Regions from separate parts of the Triticum aestivum genome. Here region 2 is linked to region 1. Evidence: chromatin contacts called from public Hi-C data. All regions are on one chromosome and are shown on one strand. The core of a region is the stretch at or near the end of the contact, and the rest is flanking DNA. Distances in the headings are between cores, read along the strand shown.

The links. A called contact is a pair of places that touch in the nucleus more often than the background predicts.
Region 2: a contact with region 1 is called in a Hi-C map of root, with 8 times the contacts expected there. The contact joins the promoter of LOC123144922 here to the enhancer-like site in region 1. A contact is called at or near these places in 3 of 5 Hi-C or Micro-C datasets (leaf, root and an unstated tissue).

Annotation. Positions count from the first base shown.
Region 1 is chr6D:328,519,988-328,522,636 of IWGSC CS RefSeq v2.1, forward strand. No RefSeq gene overlaps it. Among protein-coding and RNA genes, the nearest start is that of LOC123144921, 4.5 kb to the left of the region's middle. Within about 2 kb of position 1,339, at least 2 of the 8 cell types and tissues checked have an H3K27ac peak or open chromatin away from gene starts, as enhancers often do. A contact at or near this core is called in root, where this site is marked.
Region 2 is chr6D:328,748,196-328,750,844 of IWGSC CS RefSeq v2.1, forward strand. It overlaps LOC123144922, which reads right to left and starts at 1,305. Exons shown (of 2, transcript XM_044564192.1): 1 at 139-1,305; 2 at 1-38. The coding sequence starts at 1,092.

The sequences.
Region 1 (2,649 bases), core at 89-2,588:
CAATATTTTTCCTCTCCCCGCATACCCTTTACTGCCAAAACAAAAGCAAAACTCTTGTGTATTTTATCTCGCGTACGTACTCTTCTTCTCCTATCTGCCTCCACCGTCCGGTTCACGATTGAGACGACGACAATGTTGTACACTGATTCTTGCACGGTTGATATATACAAGTCTACATTTCCCTACCTACAGGCTTCCCATCGGCATGGGGATAAAATTCCTAATGATTTTAGTAAGTGGTTTGGTTCAGTAGCTTTTCCTGATGCAAAGAATTTTTCCTGACGCAGAGTAGCAGCGCACGGGCGTCCAATAGGATTCGTTCGCGTGCATGTTGGGAAAGAGTTCATCAATTTTTCGTTCACAGATTGGGAAACCTTCATCCATTTTTTAAATCATCAAATTTGGAAAAAAGTTCACAAAAATTGAAAAAAGTTCGCTGCTGTTTCCGTTCGCGTGCATGTTGGGCCGGCCCACTACGGGTTCGCGTGCTTCTTTTTCGTTCGCTGCTGTTTCTTTCGTTAGTATCAACTAGGAGGGCCCAACATGCCCAAAAAAGTTCACAGATTTGGAAACCTTCATCCATTTTTTAAATCATCAAATTTGGAAAAAAAGTTCACAAAAATTGAAAAAAGTTCATCAAATTGGGAAAGAGTTCATCAATTTTGAAATAAGTTCACTAATTTAAAAAAAGTTCATCAATTTTGAAAAACAGTTCATCGATTTTAAAAAAGAGTTCATCCATTTTTTTTTAAGTTCATCGATTTTGAAAAACAGTTCATCCATTTTCCAAAAAAAGTTCATGGATTGTGAAAAGAGTTCATCGGTTTTGAAAAAGAGTTCATCAATTTAGAAAAAAAGTTCATCGATTTAGAAAAAGTTCATCGATCTTGAAAAAGAGTTCATCGATTTTGAAAAAGAGTTCATCAATTTAGAAAAAAAGTTCATCGATTTAGAAAAATGTTCATCAGTCTTGAAAAAGAGTTCATCGATTTTGAAAAATAGTTCTTTCAAATTAGCAAAAGAAATATAAAACCGTTCCGAAAAGAAGAAAAAGAAAAAGAAAAAGAACAAAAAACATAACAAAACCGTTTCGAATAAAAAGGAAAAAGAAATAGGAAAAAAGAATTGTTGTAAGAAGAAAAGGTGAAGAAGCAGTAGTTTGGGCAACTAATACGAGTTAGTGCGGTGGTTAGTGCATGAGATGAACGACCGTGAGGTTGTGGGATCGAATCCCAACCAAAGCTCGCCTTTTTTGCCCTCGCGACAGGAAGGAAAAGAAAAGGATGGGCCAGGCCCAGTTAACGCGGTTGCAGGCGCCGGTTTGCGGAAACAGCTATAATCAGTGCCTACAGCGCTAAATAGGAAATGTCGTGCGGTCGCACGCACCTGCCCAGCTATGCCATCCGTCGTATTGTCTTTGCCCTCGTGACAGGAAGGAAAAGAAAAGGATGGGCCAGCCCAGTTAACGCGGCTGCAGGCGCCGGTTTGCGGAAACAGCTATAACCAGCGCCTGCAGCGCTAAATAGGAAATGCCGTGCGGTTGCACGCACCTGCCCAGCTGTGCCATCCGTCGTATTGTCTTGCGATCCGCAAAGTCGTTGGATATCGTATGAGGGGCATAACAAATTTTAATTTTTAGTTTCTAAAACTAACGATTGTGGGCGGCAGCTTCTAAATTTTACGATTTTGCGCGAGTATCAAGTTTTAGAGTTGAAACTTAAAACCAAAGATTTGACTGTAAGATTTTCTGAAATTTATGATTTTGTCGATCGCTCAATTAAATGAAAAAACTAAACATATTAAAGGTAAATTCTTCCAATCTATGCTACTCTTCATCGGTGGTGGTTGCTATTCTGCTGCGTTGGTCCTATGTGGCCTTAGCACGACGACTCCCGACTGTCTACTACAACATGTTTTGTCCAGCTTCAGCGAGGGAGGGTCAATGACGGCGCCGCGCCTTCGGGTTGCTTCAGTTTTTGTAGTCGTTGCTAGGTAATCTACAGATCTAGTGTAATATTTATTATTTCTGGTGTTTGTTGTACCACCATGATTGAAGATGAATAGATCGGAAGTTTTCTTGAAAAAAAGATAAACCTTGGCACTTTATTTTAAAAAAGGTAGACGATGAAGATGCTACAATAATATCAACCTCATTGGCACACACAAAAAAGAAATATACTCTCTAAAACTTCTGAGTTGCCTCCAAAGCATTGCTTTTTTTAACCAAAATGATAAGTGTCATACGGTAGGATTCTGAAATTTCAGTCTACCATTGGATCATAGAGTACGGATCTTGACATAGGGTGTCGGAGTTAAATCCGGCAGATCTGGGTAGGGGGTCCTGGTGGTCTTGGCTATATGGTAACACGAAGAATAGGGACATGGTGTTTACCTAGCTTCGGACCCTTTCGAAAAGGTAATACCCTACTACTGCTCTTGTTTATATTTTGTAGATGGAGTGCAAAGTACATGTGATCTACCTCGAAATTATATGAATGAGTCTAAAGATCCTGCCTCTACGGACTAAACCCCTCGGCATATATAGGGGCCAGAGGGTACTTAGGGTTACACATGGTCGGTTGCATCTATAGATAAAATTTGAGTATGCCTTGAAGTGTGCGCCAAGTCTTCAGAAGATCCCATCTTGAG
Region 2 (2,649 bases), core at 55-2,554, 230 kb after region 1:
TTCCGGGTCGGGGTGGCGACGGCAATCTCCGTCGATTTCTGAATATCAGTTTGAAGATTGTGAGCGGCTGATCGGATGTTAAGACGTGGAGTTACAAAAGGAAGGGCGTTAAAATTCGAACTTTGCTTTGTTTCTTACCTTCTGGGGCTTGGTGTTGGTGCTGCTGTTGTTATTGCGGAGAGAATTCTCGTCGATCTCGGCCATGGGGCTGCGCCGGAGCGGCGACTGCTCGGCCTTCCTGGACGAGCTCCGGCTCAGCGCCGGCGTTTGCCCCGCCGTCTTCTGTCCCCCTCCAGCATTCTCATTGGCAGCGGTCACCCTCGCAGGCGAGCTTGATCGCGGAGACGCGCACCTCTTGCCGGACGCGGCCGCGGGCGACGGTGCGCGCCCTTTCTCCCTCGCCGGAACGGAGACCATCTTCCCGGGCTGCTGTCTGGCGACGCCGGAGCCCGCCGAGGTAGCAGAGGGCGCGCCGCCCTCGCCACGCCGTCCGGGCGATCGGCTCGACCTGCGGCTCCCTCCGCCGGTCCTCTCCCGGCTCCCCGAGCGCTTCCTCTGCGGCGAGCCCCGGTGGGGCGACGGCCTCGACACGGGGACCCCGTTCCTCTCCCAGTCGCCCTCCTCGTCCGCGCCAGCGGCCCCGGACGGATCAAAGTCGGAGCTCCTCTTGGAGCGGTGCCCGCCCCTCGTCTCGCTCCCGGACGAGCTCCGGCTGAGGCGGCCGCACTGGATGAGGATGGCGTCCACCTCCTCCTTGGTGCAGCTGGACGTGCGCACCGGCATCGGCCCCTTGGCCACCACCACCACCGGCCTCGCCTGCTCCTCCTTCTTCTCCTCCGCCTCCCCGCCCGCGGCCGCCTTGTTAGCCTTGACGACGATCGGTGCCGCCTTCTTGCCGTCCGCGGCGGACTCGTCCGCGTTGGACGCCCTCCTCGGCTGCGGCGCCTTCTTGGCCTTCTCGTCGCCCGCGACCACTGCGGCGGCGGCGACCTTGGCGGGCTTCTTGGGCTTGGTGGTGGCCGCAGCCGCGCTCGGCTGCGGCGGCGGCGGCGGTGGCTTGTCCTGCTGCTTCTTGCTGAAACAGAGCCCCATGGCGACTCACTGGACGGGACGACGGATGGTTGGTGAGCTCCGGGCGCAAGCAATGGAAAGTCTGGGGTTGGAACGCGTGGAGCTGGTATTTATGCAGAGCTTCGGGGGGAATGTGAGGGGGGATTAAGTACGCGATCGGTGTGCGTGGTGCTTCGTGTTAGTACGTTGTGCTGTGCGTGTGCCGTTGAAATCCTCTCTCGACGAAGGTCATATCTGAGCTGAGGTGAGATTTGAAATCCTCTCAGCGGTGTGGTGCCCGTTGGAGGAAGCTTTGCTTAGGTGGGGCCTGGCTCCGATTGGCTCATCATCTGGAATCCGTATCCGCCGGGATTCAAACGCCTCAACGGCTACGAGGGCGCAAGTGCACGCTCGTGGAAAGATGGATCCCTTTTGGCGCCGTCATCCGCCCAGAGGGATCCGACCGTTGCGCCCGGTAAAATTAGTTTTCTTTCCAACGAACGAACCAACGGCAGGAGCAGCCGAGCCGACCGTTGGAGGAGCTCGTGTGCATGCCCACGACATCGACCTCTCTTCTCTTCACTCCCGCTTTTGATCGGATCGAATCGGATCGGAGCGCTAATTAATTGCGCGATCGCACCAGAGCCAGGGAGGGGGGGTCAGATCGTGTCACCTAATCACGTGACGGGTGTGACAAATGGTGGGCACGTGAGCCCTCGTACTAGTTGTACATCATCAGGTCATTGATAGATTTCGCTGATGCCTTATTAACTCTCGTCTCCGTGTGTTGGCCGTGCAAGAAGCATCAGCCCAGGTCGTGGGCTTGGTGCCCCAGGTGGCAATTATGGTTTGCATTTGCAACGGGACGGGACCACCCGCAGTGAATGGTAGTACGTTCGAACGAATTGCTGGCTTGCCGCTTCTTCCCAGTAACCAGTATAGGTCAGTAGAACTGGGAAGAGCATGTACGGTACTAACAAATATGCCTGAGACAGAGACTCCATGGCTAAGGTAGACAAAGAAGATGATCCAAAGCTGAAAGCTCCCTTCCTATTTCCTCCGTTCCAAAATAGATGACTCAACTTTATACTAACTAGAGTTGACCGTTTTCGTAACGTCCCTCTCTCTTCTCTTCTTTTTTGAAAGCAGCTGAGCGATCAAAACATGTATAAAAGCGACGCAGCGGAAGCCAAGGAAGACGTGTCAGCCGAACAATGAAACGCAGGGAAGTAGATTTGAGTGGTCACATGTTCTCATGACAGATTAAACCAGAGTCGGGAGGCCTCACACACAATGACAGGGCAGGGCCCCTTGCAAGCAGACCTCATCAAAGGGCATCATCAGTACTGTAGTTTGGTCGAGTTGAACTTGAATACCGGATGAACGACGGGCAGGATGCGTCTAGGACGGTACTGTACGTGTTAATATGGGTGGCCCCTTCATTTGAATTCGGAGCCCTCTGCAAATAACAATGCTAAACGTGATATCAAGCACGAGTGAGTGTTAGACTTAAGGAGCACTGCTGCTGTATGTATCATTGTATTAGTTGGCCACTTGGCCTGGTTAAATCCGGTAGAACATATACCACAGGTCAATAAT